Linked DNA regions of Mus musculus: all the other regions are linked to region 1. A link is a contact called in public Hi-C and HiChIP or PLAC-seq data. All regions are on one chromosome and are shown on one strand. The core of a region is the stretch at or near the end of the contact, and the rest is flanking DNA. Distances in the headings are between cores, read along the strand shown.

Evidence for each region. A called contact is a pair of places that touch in the nucleus more often than the background predicts. HiChIP or PLAC-seq counts read pairs in DNA pulled down with a chosen protein or histone mark.
Region 2: an H3K4me3 HiChIP or PLAC-seq map of bone marrow-derived macrophages shows a contact between it and region 1, with 4 times the contacts expected there. The contact joins the promoter of Endov here to the enhancer-like site in region 1. A contact is called at or near these places in 5 of 39 promoter capture datasets (the C10 cell line, cancer-associated fibroblasts, embryonic stem cells and 2 more), 3 of 484 Hi-C or Micro-C datasets (bone marrow-derived macrophages, cortical neurons and myeloid progenitors), 27 of 115 datasets of contacts at active chromatin or transcription factors (the NIH/3T3 cell line, acute myeloid leukemia, bone marrow-derived macrophages and 18 more) and 4 of 9 other capture datasets (adipose tissue, liver, macrophages and 1 more).
Region 3: a contact with region 1 is called in a FOXA1 HiChIP or PLAC-seq map of pancreatic cancer cells. The contact joins two enhancer-like sites. A contact is called at or near these places in 4 of 484 Hi-C or Micro-C datasets (bone marrow-derived macrophages, cortical neurons, embryonic fibroblasts and 1 more), 13 of 115 datasets of contacts at active chromatin or transcription factors (SST interneurons, acute myeloid leukemia, bone marrow-derived macrophages and 9 more) and 3 of 9 other capture datasets (adipose tissue, embryonic stem cells and liver).
Region 4: a Hi-C map of bone marrow-derived macrophages shows a contact between it and region 1, with 33 read pairs. The contact joins the promoter of Nptx1 here to the enhancer-like site in region 1. A contact is called at or near these places in 7 of 39 promoter capture datasets (3T3-L1-derived adipocytes, the C10 cell line, the HPC-7 cell line and 4 more), 2 of 484 Hi-C or Micro-C datasets (bone marrow-derived macrophages and cerebellum), 14 of 115 datasets of contacts at active chromatin or transcription factors (acute myeloid leukemia, craniofacial prominence, embryonic basal ganglia and 10 more) and 4 of 9 other capture datasets (adipose tissue, embryonic stem cells, liver and 1 more).

The regions. Positions count from the first base shown.
Region 1 is chr11:119,816,343-119,819,621 of GRCm38.p6, forward strand. Rptor (regulatory associated protein of MTOR, complex 1) reads left to right here. Exons shown (of 34, transcript NM_028898.3): 11 at 736-837. Among named protein-coding and RNA genes, the nearest start is that of Rptoros, 16 kb to the right of the region's middle. Within about 2 kb of position 1,544, at least 44 of the 459 cell types and tissues checked have an H3K27ac peak or open chromatin away from gene starts, as enhancers often do. A contact at or near this core is called in bone marrow-derived macrophages, cerebellum, microglia and 1 more, where this site is marked.
Region 2 is chr11:119,489,836-119,493,114 of GRCm38.p6, forward strand. Endov (endonuclease V) reads left to right here and starts at 1,512. Exons shown (of 9, transcript NM_001164636.1): 1 at 1,512-1,624; 2 at 1,950-2,121. The coding sequence starts at 1,569. A930037H05Rik (RIKEN cDNA A930037H05 gene) reads right to left here and starts at 1,400. Exons shown (of 4, transcript NR_153849.1): 1 at 1,208-1,400.
Region 3 is chr11:119,515,445-119,518,723 of GRCm38.p6, forward strand. No RefSeq gene overlaps it. Among named protein-coding and RNA genes, the nearest start is that of Gm39484, 6.1 kb to the right of the region's middle. Within about 2 kb of position 1,732, at least 70 of the 459 cell types and tissues checked have an H3K27ac peak or open chromatin away from gene starts, as enhancers often do. A contact at or near this core is called in pancreatic cancer cells, where this site is marked.
Region 4 is chr11:119,546,352-119,549,630 of GRCm38.p6, forward strand. It overlaps Nptx1 (neuronal pentraxin 1), which reads right to left and starts at 1,469. Exons shown (of 5, transcript NM_008730.2): 1 at 795-1,469; 2 at 301-508. The coding sequence starts at 1,238. It overlaps Gm11762 (predicted gene 11762), which reads left to right and starts at 2,279. Exons shown (of 4, transcript NR_045099.1): 1 at 2,279-3,279.

The sequences.
Region 1 (3,279 bases), core at 294-2,793:
GACAGTATTTAAGATGGCCTCTCCATCTCTGAAGTAACCCACAGCTGGGTCCTAATCTTCATCTTGCTTGATTCATCTCATGTCCAGTACTGCTGAGTACATCACTGACCTGGCTTCCAAAGCCCCACATCCATATGATCTTGCTCTATCTTCACAACGATTCCCTTCACCATTTTCTTGGAAGGTTCCACCTGTCTCCTTGGCCTCTAATAGTTAGAGTCAGTCCTGGGTCCCTTCTCTAGAGCTCAACCACAAACAAACAAACAAACAAAAAAAAAAACCAACAACAACAACAAAAAAACAGGCTAAATATGGTGCACACCTGCAATCTCAGCTCTCAGGAAGCTGAGGAAGGAAGATGAGGAACCGCAGACTGGTGTGGGTAGACAGGGAAACTCTCTCTCTCTCAAAATAATACTCACAGTGATAGTGAAGAAATGGTGGTTCTGGAGACATGGCCTCGTGTTCCTACAAGTCGTATGTGCTCTCCTGCAGAGGACTGGGGCTCAGGGATGCAGTGACCCTCATAGCTACCTCTTATCACACCCTCCCTGATGGTTGACAGGCCACACATTCAGATTTCCTCTGTCTCCTGTCAGGCTGTTGACAGAGCCCGTAAGCCCTGCGCCCTCCAGCTCTGTCCATTGTGGTCACTGCCTTGTCAGGACTGAGGGGTGAGGGAGGGCGGTGGAAAGAAACCTGCCTCCCTAACCGACTCTTTGGCTTTTCCCACAGCACAGCCCATTCTTTGCCGAGCAGCTGACAGCATTCCAGGTGTGGCTCACAATGGGTGTGGAAAACAGGAGCCCCCCAGAGCAGCTGCCCATCGTCCTGCAGGTCAGTCGCTTCCCACAGACCTAACTGAGACACCTGTTCCTCAGGAGGCGAGCCGGGCTGTGCTTCAGGCCAACGGTACATCGATGTGTTACATCTGATCTGAAGTCAGATGCTTGCTTACTCCCAGCGGCCTCCTCTTGGCAAAGCCACTGAATTCCCTTTTTCCTCTCCCAATTAAATATAGATTGGGATAGATCACCACTCCCTCCTCCTGCTTACATGTTAGGAACTAATGAAGTGTCACTGCCAACGAACCTTGCTATGGTGCAGAATCTTGGCATCACCACCTCCTTCTGTTTGGAAGGACACGAGATAAAAGTTTGTCCTGTGAGGAAAGGGTGAGGCCACCAAGCAGATCCTAACGGGGCTATGACATCATTTCCTGACCAATACCAGAGCAGCACAGACAGACCAGGTCCTTGCTGTGGTCCTCAGAAAAACAGGACCTTCTCTATGTGTCAGCAATTCATGTGCAAACTGGTCTGGTTCTGGGGGACCCATTTACTGCCTGCTGACTGAAATGACATGGGGCAGGGATATGAATAGTGGATTTGTCATCACAGTTGGGTAGATAAGTCACAAAGATTGTGTCTCATTAAATGTGTGTTTGTGGGAGAAACTGATAAGCTAGGCTGTGACTAAGAAAAGACCTTTTACTCGGGAACCATTGACTAGATCAGATACCTAGGATTGGCAACTTACTGTAAAAGCCAGAAAATACTATTTATCAAGTTTCCAGGGCAGTTGAGCTCAGGCAGAAGCTGTGGAAATCATGAGGGTGTACCACTTGGAAGGTTAGGAAGCCTGTATCTCTGGAGGAGCAGAGGGCAGGCTCCCCTCTCAGTGGGAGGGGCAGAGCTTGCCAAGGGCCAGGGATGGGGCCATCACTCTCCAAAGCACTCGTTATAATCAGCCAGACCCATGGTCTGATTTCCACCTGCCTAAGGACATTGCCTCGCTTCTTTCAAAGAAGGCCTTGTGTTTGCTCATTAGGGCTGCTAACCACATTGTGTGGACAACCCTCCATCTTCACTGTGCCAAATGCTCAGAGCAACTGTAGCTCAACAGTGTCTCCGCAGAGCACAGTGCCCTCCCCACCCTACCCCATCCCCCACCAGAGCCTCTCCCACAGCACAGCCAGCCTCCCAATCTCAGGAGGTGATTCACCTATCCCAGACCTTGGGTTTCTCCCTGTCTAAAGCCCCGGTAATCTCAGCCAGCAAAAAATAAATAATATTTTTTTAAAAAGGCAAGAAAGAAGAATGCATGTAACATAAAGAGTTACCAATAGCCTGTTCCTCTTGAAGTGGGAACTTTGTAGAATGGCCTTAGGTCAAAGAGAGGTAATGCTATATTGTTACGTCTTTTCTGAAATTATAAAAATAATTATCACTGCTCCTCTTACATGTGTCTAGCATAGTTTTAAGAAAGTTCTGGAACTGCAAGAAGAGCTAGAAACTAACCAAATGTTTCCACAACAAAGCAAAAGTAATGACAGCAGGACAAGGCCTGGGGAGGCGCAATGCCTGCGTGATTCCAGTAAATGGCAGCAACCCTGGGTCACCTGGGTCACCACACCACTCTCTCTCCACCCTGCCTATTATTGAAGCAGCACAGCAGAGTAGCGCTGGTCCTCCCCACAGCAGGGCTCCAGGGCCAGGCATGTTCATCCAGTTCTTTGGGGTCTGGCAATAGTCCTTTTGTAAATGGCTTTTATCGACTTTATTTTTCATGTTCCATTTACAACCCACACTCTCAGGGTAGGGGAAGACCTCTAGAGCCAGCCTGATACCAAACATGGAGCAGTAGCCATGAGAGCACACACACCATCTTCCATGTGCTCTTTCAGACAGAAGTAAGCAGCAGGTCCTGTACCACACAAAAGGCTCTGTCTCCCGGGCCAGGTCCCCTATGACTCAAGGGGCGAGCCCTGAAGAACAGACTTGGGGTAGACAAAGAACGGGATAGGAGCTAGGGAATGCAGGGCTCTGGGAGGCCCACCTGGCCTCACTCAATTTGCTACTTCCCTGGCTTTGACCTGAAAGCCTTTATTGTTTCCAGAGCCTGGGCCAGCTCTGTTAGAGAAGGAGAGAAGATCTTAATACAGACTGCAGTGATTCCTTTCAGGAAATTCCCATAGTGAACTCCTTGCATCCAGTAACAGAGGCGTTAGCCGCAGTAAGAGGCTCCATCAGGCTCTGTTGAGTTGTAGCCCCATCAAACAGTAACATGGACCTGACCTCTCCCAACCAGCTTCAGGATCCTTTCTGCCTTTTAAAAACAACATCAGACTGCTATGTCCTCCACTTTGTGACTGCTGGCATCAAGAAGCAATCTCAAAGTGTGGCTTTGTATGGTTCTGCCTAGAACTTGCCACGACTGCCTTCCCCCATCAGGGCAGCTGGACAGAGGTACCCAAACAGAAGAAGAAAGAAAGTCAAA
Region 2 (3,279 bases), core at 262-2,761, 330 kb before region 1:
TCCCTAAGGAACTACTGGTCTAAGAAATAAAATATGAACCATCCGTTTCTAATACCAGAGAAGGTACCTTAGATACACTTAAGTTTACCAGATCATAAAAAAGCAAGAGGTCGCAAACCCCAGTCCTTCCTGCTGGTACCTGCTGGCCTTGGCTCTTTTGTCTTAAGGTAAAGACAAACAAAAGGCTACAATCTAGAGCTGGAGAGCTGGTTCAGCAATTGCCAAATATGTGCTGCTGTTTCAGAGGGCCCAAATTCAATGCCTAGCACCCATGTCAAGAGGACCACAGGCTCCTGTAACTTGAGCTCCAGGGGAATCTAACTCTTCTGGTCTCCGTGGGCACCTGCATTCGTTACCAGACTTACAAGAATGAAAATAAATCTCTAAGAAAAAAAAAAAACACTACAGTCTGCTGAGCTCATGTCATTGAGAGGGAGATACACATTAGGTAAGGCTCTGGGTACTAAACGGACAGGATGGGTATTTGGGGTAAGAGACCTATACTAGAAACAGAAAGACTGGTCCTCATTAAGTACTCACCCAGCAGGAAATGAATGAGGCAGACTAATGCAATCAAGAATATAAAAACTACAGTTCTGCACCAAATCGTTGAGCATAGCCAACTTTGCGTTTTGTTTTGGGTTGACACCCTGTAGTGCCTAATCTTGTTTGTGGACTTGGCTATATCTGGAATGAACTAAAACCTAAGAGTCCAGATACCTGCCCTCTATCTAGGACACACCTTCTGGTGGCAGCCTGTATAAAAAGACATGAAAGAAGGAAGCTTTTGTTTTTTGCCTGCTTATGGCAAGCTCTAAATCCCCTTTATGTATTTTCTATCGGTTCTCTTCCTCTAGAAGAACCCTAACTAACACACACACACACCCTGGTCTGGAGGATCCTTTGTTTTTGTTTTTTCGAAATGGGATTTCTCCGTGTAGTCCTGGTTGTCTTAGAACTCAATTACTGTAAACCAGGCTGGCCTCGTATTCAGGGATCCTCTTTACTCAAATGCTGGAATTAATGGAGTGCGCCCACGCCCAGGACCCTCGACTTCACTGGTTTTTGAGTTCTTATTCCGGACTAATTTCTCACAATCGGTACAACTGAAAAAATCTATGCTGCAAAGGTGTCTCAAGTTTGCACAGAGGTTTTCTGCTCCGCAAGCGCGTGCTCATACGCAATGTGTCGATGTGCGGACCCGAACCTGGCAGTAATTGGAACCGCGTTACCCCAGGGCTCAGGGCTCCGTGTGTGCGAGGGATGCAACTGCTGGCCAATCTTTTCAGAGCGGGGCCGAAGCTGCTGGAGGGCTGGAGGCGCCAGGTAAGGCGCAGAGCTGGGCTTGCATTTCCCAAACCTGTGCGCCAACCCACCTACGGGACGGGACGCCGGCATCTGAGAGAGTCGCGCGGGAAGAAGTCAGCGCTCGGCGCCCAGCACTGCTGTGACAGCGGCCCCTGGTGGCGGCAACCTCAGCTGAAGCGGAGGGACGCTAAACGAGCGAGGCTAACAGCTCGGCGCCGGCGCTCCGGAAGTGACGTCCTCAAAGCCTCGAGGCGCTAGCCATGGCTCACACGGCCGCTGAGCGGCCGCCAGAGGAAACCCTGTCGCTGTGGAAAGGGTAATGGGGTCGGGGTCGTGCATTAGCCAAGGGGGTGGCCTTCTCCAGTGACCTCCGACCTCACAGCCCCTGTGGCGGCTGGGAAACTGACCCTCGGTGCTGCGGCACAGGCCTGCTCCGGGCCGCCGGCTGCCGGAAGTTGCAGCCAGCCTTTGTGGGCGTGGTCCTCGTTTCCGGTACCGGGGATTCCCATCGCCGAGAGCTTTTCCTTCTCAGTGTGGCTTGATGGACAAAAAGGAGAGAGGGTGGGCTGGGAGGGGGGACGCCCCGAGCGTCGCGCTCTTCCCATGGGCCCTGAGCCCGTTTGATGTTCGTGTCCTATTAGGGAACAAGCCCGGCTGAAAGCGCGCGTGGTGGATCGGGACACGGAGGCCTGGCAGCGGGACCCCAGCTTCTCGGGCCTGCAGAAGGTCGGGGGCGTGGATGTGTCCTTCGTGAAAGGGGACAGTGTCCGGGCCTGCGCTTCCCTGGTAGTGCTGAGCTACCCCGAGCTCAAGGTAACCCGGGTGGGATGTTGCGCCCGGTGCAGTTCGATCGTAGGCAGAGAGCCAGGGTCCAGTTTTATAAAATTTACTTTTTTTTTTTAATACTTGCACCCCGTAGTGTATATATATATATTTGATGCTAGGAAGCCGACTCAGGCCCTCGAATGTGTTAGGCAAGGGACTGATACACTTCCACCCCGTTTGTAGAGTGTAATGAATAGATTGGAATGCCTTTGAAGAAAAGTTTTCAAAAGCAAAAAGCAGAGGAAATATGGGCACCAGGATGCTTGTGATGTACATAAACTCCCACGGGTCTACATATATGTACACAAATGGTGAATTAAAAGTAGTTTTTAAAGGATCGACAGACAATTCCAGGTCTGGTTGTTGTGTTTCTGATCAGATGGAAGGGACTCGGAAGCCCAGGGACCTTAAAATTCTGAGGGGAAAGGTGTCCCAATGGAAAGGCATCGTGAGACACAAGGACCCGGGAACCACACAGCTCTGAGAGGAAGCCTCAGCCCCGCTCTCTCCACTTCTCTTCTCTTCTCTTCTCTTCCTTGCTTCTTTTCTGACAGGAGAGTTACACCAAGCAGGAAATTTTATGAAAGAGATTTATTGGAGGGAAGACTCCAGGAGGAGGAGGAGGGACTAATCTAGGAATGGCTGCCCTCTGCTCTCGGGGGGGGGGGGGGGGGGGGGGGGGCAGACAGCAGGAAACTGGACAAAGGGGCAGTGCTTTTATAGGATTTCTGAGGGGACAGAGCTTCTCAGGGCAGAGATTTCCAGAATGAGGATTTGTGGGATCTCAAGTCCTGAGCTTGGGGTGGGCTCAGGGATCATTGGATTTTTCACCTCCTTTCCCTGTATTAGGGCCATGACTTAGAGTAGGAAGTCCTTCCTGGTGGCAGCCAGCTTTTGCTGAGGTGCCATCTCTGAGGCTGCTGGGGAGGCTGGAGAGAGGTGCTGCCTCTGTGAACAACTCCGGTAGTGGTGCTTCATCAAGGCTGTAGGCTGGGGCATTGAAAGAAGGTCTCACCACTGTGGACAGCTCCTCAGGACAGAAGTAGGCTGAGGCAGGAAAGGTGCTGCCACCATGGACAGCTCCTGTGATGGCCTTGGGCTGAGGAGATGTCATAGTGCCTCTATTTTGATAGGCGCTGCCATTTT
Region 3 (3,279 bases), core at 482-2,981, 300 kb before region 1:
CTCTCTTACACTGAGCACTGGGCTACAGACCGTGGGGCTATACCAGAGGTCTATATCAGAGGTCTGCAGCCCCAACAGAAGCAGATCTTTGGGAATGACAGTTCTAGCATCAGTCCAGAGGACTCCAGGCTCAACCCGAGTCTTGTCTTTTTATCTTTTCATTGTGTACTGGGATAGTGTCTCCCTTTGTTGCCCATGGCCGGGAACTCCTGCCTCCGCTCCCAATTACAGGTGTGTACCACCATGCTTTGGAGGTGCTGTGGCCCACAGAGGTCCTGTCTCACGTCTGGCTCCTCTTCCATTACCCTCTTCCTGAGGCTGAAGAAGTAGGTTTGGCTTTCAGACATCCTTGGCAGGGATGAGGCTAAGGGCTCTTTTTCCCAGTCTAGGCCTGGAAACCAACTTGGTATGTATATCCTAGAAATGCCATTGGATCCAGGACCTGCCTGTCCTCACTGTGCAAAAAAACGCCTCTGGCCACAGCCCCTGCCCTGATGGGACGGGCCCAGGTTGATTGGGCACTGGGCCGACTATGTTTCAGGCACCGCTGTGCATTGAGGCATCTGCTGCCACCATCTCCGGGCAGATGGCTTCCAGTGAGCTAAGTGTGTGCGGGGGAAGGGGTGCCATAGGAACCCCTTCCCGCAGGGAGCTTGGGGGCGGGAGAGGCAGGCACCCGCTAGAGCGAGCAGGGAGCAGACCACATCTGAAGGAGAGGCTGGGACCACACGAGTTCTGAGTGGGGTAAAGCCAATGAGTTTGTGGAGTCCCTGCCCATCCTCGGAAGAGAGGTGAGGTATCTCATGGAGCAGGGTTAGCCTTTCCCAGCAAACCTGGCTGGGTGGTCTTGGGTGACTTCTTTCTTTCAGGTTCCCAATGCCTGACAGAAAACCATCCTCAGACATCTGCCAGCTCCCAAACTTGAAGCTTCAGTAGGATGAGGGTGTCACCAGCACACAGACACTTGTCTGTTAGGGGGTGGTACAGTGAAGACACACTGGCACACCCTACCAGGCTCACCCAAGGCTCCCTGAGGGCTAGTCTTTGTGCTGTGTTAGTTGAGGTCACGGTGCTGGGCAGGGTTCTTTACCAACTGTCCCTAGCCACACCGGCAGCAACTGGAACCACAGGGGCGAGGGGCTGCCCAGTCTTCTGGCCAGGACACTAGCTGGGGTCAGAAATCCACTTCTCTCCCGGCTATCCCCAAAGCCATGTCTACTGCACTCAGGACTTACAGAAGAGCCAGGAACCTCAGTTCTCAAGGAAGAGGTAAACAGAATCCATCCTGGAGAGTTATGGTAAGGCAGGTCCTCCAGGGGCATTACGGAGGAACTGTGGGAAAGTTGTCAAGGAAAGAGCAGGGCGCCAGCCAGCAGCCTTGCCAGCGTGTCCATCAGGTGCCCCAGGTCCGAAGGCCTGCAGCCAGAGCTTGTGTGCTTGAGGCGGCTCTCTTCATTCCTACAACCACCTTGTAATGGTTTATGTCTGTTACCTCTAAGACTGGGCTGAGGCAAGACTGAGGAGGTCTGGGTGGCACCTGGGCCCGAGCTTCCCGATGCAAGGCGGGGGTGGGGAGCTGGTCTGCCCCATGCCATCCCTAGCATGTGGACCTGTGAAGACTCTGTGTTCTATAGAGATGCTGACTAGTACCTCAGACGTCCAGAGAGGGCAGCATGTGGGCCTCCCCTTCCTCCCCTTCCCTCTAGGCCTAAGGAGGCTGCTCCTAGCTGGCCGAATACTCTCCCGCTCATACCAAATGCCTCCTCCTGCCATGACTCAGCCCGGCTGTTACTCAGCCTCCCTTCTGCTGGCAGCTGCCTTTTGTTTTTTGGATTTGAGTTTGTTTGGGGGTTTTGTTTTGTTTCTCCCCCCTTCCCCCAAGTGTAATACTGGCACTGAGCCAAGGCAGGGTGTCTCTCACAGCTCTGGCCTCTGCCTATGCAGGATCAGGAGTGGCTCTCCGGGTCACGAAGGCTAAAGGCAGAAAATGGTCAAACCCTGGGTCTAGTCATCTGGGCACTAGGGACTTGGTCACCTCCAGAGAAAATTCAGGCCCCACCCCAGTCCCACCATTGGTTCAGCCAGATTCTACAGTTTCTGGGGTATCCATCCATCCAAAACCAGCCTTCCCAGTCCATAGCAGAATGGACAGATGAGAGATGAGGCGCTGTGACCCTAGGATCCAACATGCCCTCGATGTCGTAGTGTGAATATCCAGAGATCAGAGGCTCTCTTGGAAAAGGAAAGGCCCAAAGTTCCAGCTTTCATAGAGCAAACGGTGTGTCCTGGAGAGTTGTCATGCCCATGGCTGCCCTGGGGAGCTAATGAAGGCAGCCTAGCCCCAAGGTTTCTCTGTCCTTAGGAGGCACCATGCCAGGCAAGGTGGCCCTGACAGGGATGATTCTGTCCTGGGACTGGGCCCACAAACAGAATGGACAGACAAGAGATGAGGCACTTGAGCTAGAGACCCAGTCTCTTGAAGTGGGATTGGCATCTCCTTTAAGGGTGACGGCCACTAGGTGAGGCGGGAGCAGTGAGAAATGACATCACATTTCTGTTTCGACTCTGAATCTGGAAGGTTCACCGAGGAGAGCATTTGCATTTAGGAAGGAGGGACTGGCTTGAACCTGAGGGAACTTGAAGAGGAGAAGGGATTTGCAATGGGTATCAAGAGACTTGCTGCTGCTCTTGTGGCCTCAGAGAATGGCCTGCTGGGAGGAGGGCTGAAAGACTTTTGCCTCCTGGACAGAGATCCAAGGTTTCAAGGTGCAGAAAGAGCTAGAGCCCTGGTGAATGGTGCCTTTGTGGTACCTCATGGGAGAGTTAGGTAACGGCAAACTGACATGGGGGTTCAGATAACCATGGGAGACAGTTCCACAGTGGAATAAGCCAGCTCTGCCCAGCCCAAACCTTTCTTGCCACCTGCAGTGTCTTCCCAGCCCTTCCCTCCTCTGCTACTCTGTGTCCATGTCTCATGCAAGGGGTTGGATGGCAGCCTCAGAAAGATGTATCTGCCTAGAACTGGGGCCTTACACAGATAAGAGTTCACAGATGCCACCAACTTACATGCCTCAAATACATGTTTCCCATCCATGGGCATGGACCCAGTCAGTGTTCCACATTTGCTGACCTTAAAAACCAGGGCACTCTGCCCCATTGCTTCAGTGATGGTCTGATAGGTGGGTAGCCAAGCAGTGGGGCCAATTCAGCAAACCCCACTGTAGCTGCAAGGAAGTCAGGGAAGAAGGGTTCCCATACATGCCTACTGAAGAAAGACAA
Region 4 (3,279 bases), core at 219-2,718, 270 kb before region 1:
TGAAAGCAAGGCTTTCATTACTAAGGAAGGCTTGGGCCACAAACAGCTACTGTGCAAAGTTGCTGGAGATTAAACAAATCAGACTTAAAAAAAATCCTGCGAGTGTCCTGACTGTACTGTACAATCCCTTCTTAAGCTCTGCTGCGTCCCTGGAGAGGTATCTCCAGCCTAGGAACTGGGCAGGAAGCCCTAACTGGGGAGGGATTACAGAGTGGGGCCGGGACAAGAGGCCAGGGCAGGGAGCAGGACCCAGGCAGGCTGTCTCTGGAGAGCATGCAGCACGTTCCCCTGAGCCCTTACCTTTCTCCAGCTCGCTGATCCGTTGGTGTAGGGAGGTCAAGGCGCTCTCGATCTTGGCCCTTTCCTCTGTGTCGTTCTTGGGGCCCCCTTTCCCCTCCTCCAGAGTGTTCACCCGAGACAGCACCTGCCGCTCCAGGTCATCGATCTTGCTCTGCAGCAGATCCTTGAGGCTGTTGGTTTGGCTGGAAGAATTGAGGCGGCTGTACTGCTGCGGGGGCATAAGGGCAGGGGAAAACCACACCGTTAGGCGTGCAGCCCGGACCGTGCGCGAAGGCCCGCGACGCGGTCCCTGGGGCGATTGCGGGGGTGGCCTGGAGGGAAGCTCCAGCGAGTGGCAGCCCTCGGTGCCCCGCAGGGTTCGAGAGGCGCCGGTCAGGCATCAGCGCGCCGAAGAGGCAAGGAAGGGGGGACGGGGGTGCCGGACCGGGTCGGGATGGGGTGGGCGAGGGCAGAAGGGCGCATAACACGGAGGGGAAACCGCAGCTCACGCGGACCTCGAGGTTCTCCAGTCGGGTTTTGAGAGATTGCAAAGTTTGCCCGAGTTGGCTGAGCGTCTCCGCGGCCGGCGTCCGGGACAGGTCGCCCATCGTGTTCTTGCCCGAGCCAGGCTGCTTGCGGCCGCCTCCCGACCTGGCCTCGCCGGGACCCGAGTCCAGGGTGCTCTGGCTCTCGCAGCGGCCAAGCTTGGTGGTCAGCTCCCTGATGGTCTCCTTCTGGCTGAGGATGGTCTCCTTCTGCTGCAGCACGGTCTCGCGGAGCTGCAGCACGTTGCTCCGAAGCTCCTCCGCGCCGCCCGCAGCCACGGACGCGGCACACATGTCTGCATCCACCGGCACCGAAGTGCAGATGAAGCGGGTCGGCCCGAAATCTTGGGCCCCACTGCCCAGGAGGCAGAGGGCGAGCAGCGCACAGGTGCGTGCGGCGCGGCCGGCCAGCATGGCTCCGGACACTTGGAGCACCGGGGCCGCTCGGCTCCGGTGGGGATCGGGCTGAGACCGGGATCGGGCTGGCTGGGGCAGTCGCTCCGCAGGCGGCCCGCGCTCTAGCACCGCGCTTCTACGCCGCACAGTCTTCTCGGCCGCGCTCCTCGGCCCCCACTGCCGCCTGCGCTGCGGAGCCCGCGCCTTTTATGCAGCCGCGGGAGGGGCCTCGGCGCCGCCGACGTCAGCGGGGGAGGAATCCCGCTTTAATTGTGTGCGGACCGGCCCCGCGGCGCCGCGGGGGTCGCACGGGAGCGCGGCTGGAGCTACCTCGGCCCTCCCCATCTCGTCCCTCCCGGATCCGCCACCGCCCCCTCCCACCGCCTCCGCACGCACGCCCCCGCCTGGGCCCGCGCCGCTTCCCCGAAGACTACCAGAATACAGGGCCAAGAAGGAGATCGGCCGTGGGCCTGGATTAGATGGTGGGGCACCTGCCCAATACCCCTAATCTCCAACGGGGCTCGGAAAAGAAGAATGGCCACAAGACAAGCTCGGTTCGCTTGCTCCACACTAAGCGCCCGTGTGGTTCGGGCTCCATGCGCTCGCAGCCCTCTTCTTCCTAAATAGTCAACGTCGGTGTCCCCTGCGTTCAGCTCGCTGAGGTCCAGAAAAGGGGTCGCGAGGCCGAACAATGATTCATGGACATTTGTGGCTGAAAGCCACGGAGCACTCTGAGTCTGGGGATCCCCCACGCCCTGGCTCCCCGCCCTACTGTATTCCCCTTCTTCCAACTCCTGAGGATTGTAGACCTAATAATGTCCCCCGCCCCCGGAAACGAGAGCCCGCACTATGCACTCGTCAGGGCTAAGGCCTTCTCGGATCTGTGGATCAAACCCTTCCTGCCATCCAAGCCAGCCTAGTTCCAGGCAGGTGGCGCCCCAGAAGCTGGCTGGCCACTCAAAAGGGGCCCCTGGGGGAGCTTCTTCCCTTACCGCTCTGGGCGTGTCTGTGTGTCCCTTTGTAGGTGTATGTGAGCGTTGGGTTTACCGGTCCACTTGAAACCCCGTCTAGCCCATTCCTCGCGCCCCTGGACTTTGGAGGAGGGGTTTCAGAGGTGGGCAGCGACTTCGCATCTACAGGGGTTCGCACCTCTTTACCCTTTTCCTACAGACACCTTACCCAGCCACCTGCACACCCATACCTCCTTTTTTTCTGGATAGCAGCACTGCCGGCTGGGATTCCAGTCCAGGTTTCAATGCCTCTGGGGACTCTGGACAAGGGTCTGGGCTGCAGCCCCACGTCGGAGTCAGAATCGGACCTGGGAACTCGCCCAAGATCCAATTATGTTGAAAAGAAAACGAAGGCGGGGAGAACCCACATCGGGTTTTAAATGACTGGAAAAGCCCAACTACAGGCTGGCTGGGTTCGCCCCATAGACCTTCCAGTCAAGCATTCGGTTGCCTCACTCCTTTTACGGGTCTGCGATGGACCAGACTAGGTCCGGACTGTGAGGCGCCAGTCCGGGACCCACTGGCAGCCTTCGGACAGAGGATGCCACTCTCCGGTGGGCATCACCGGTGGTGAAGGTAGAAGCCAGATTGGCAGGGAAGCCACTATCCAGGTCTTCTCCGACGCCTCCTCCCAGCCCCGAGCCCCAGGGGCGCCCCACTGCCTGTGTTTCTCTTCTCGGCATTTAACCATCCCGAGTCCGTGCTGCGAGCTGCCGTGGCCCCTACACGACAGGAGCGTCGCTGGGCCGCCGCTTCCGGGCGCCAGAGGGACCCCGCAGTCAGGACGCGGCTGTGGTGCAGAGAGGGAGTGCGGGGCTCCCGCTCCGGCGGGTCCACCGTCAGGTACAGAACGCAGGAACGCAGCGTCTCGCATCTGGGTGCCCCCTAGGTTCCGCTGGGGTCTCAGAACTAGCCTCCCGCCGTTCTGCGTGGGACGTACACCGGCAGAACTAGGAATTACCCCCCAACCCGGGGCGCTGCGCTGCTGGGCGACGTCTGCCCCCAACTCCCAACCTAGCGCGGACGGATGCGGGGACCCCGCGCAGACC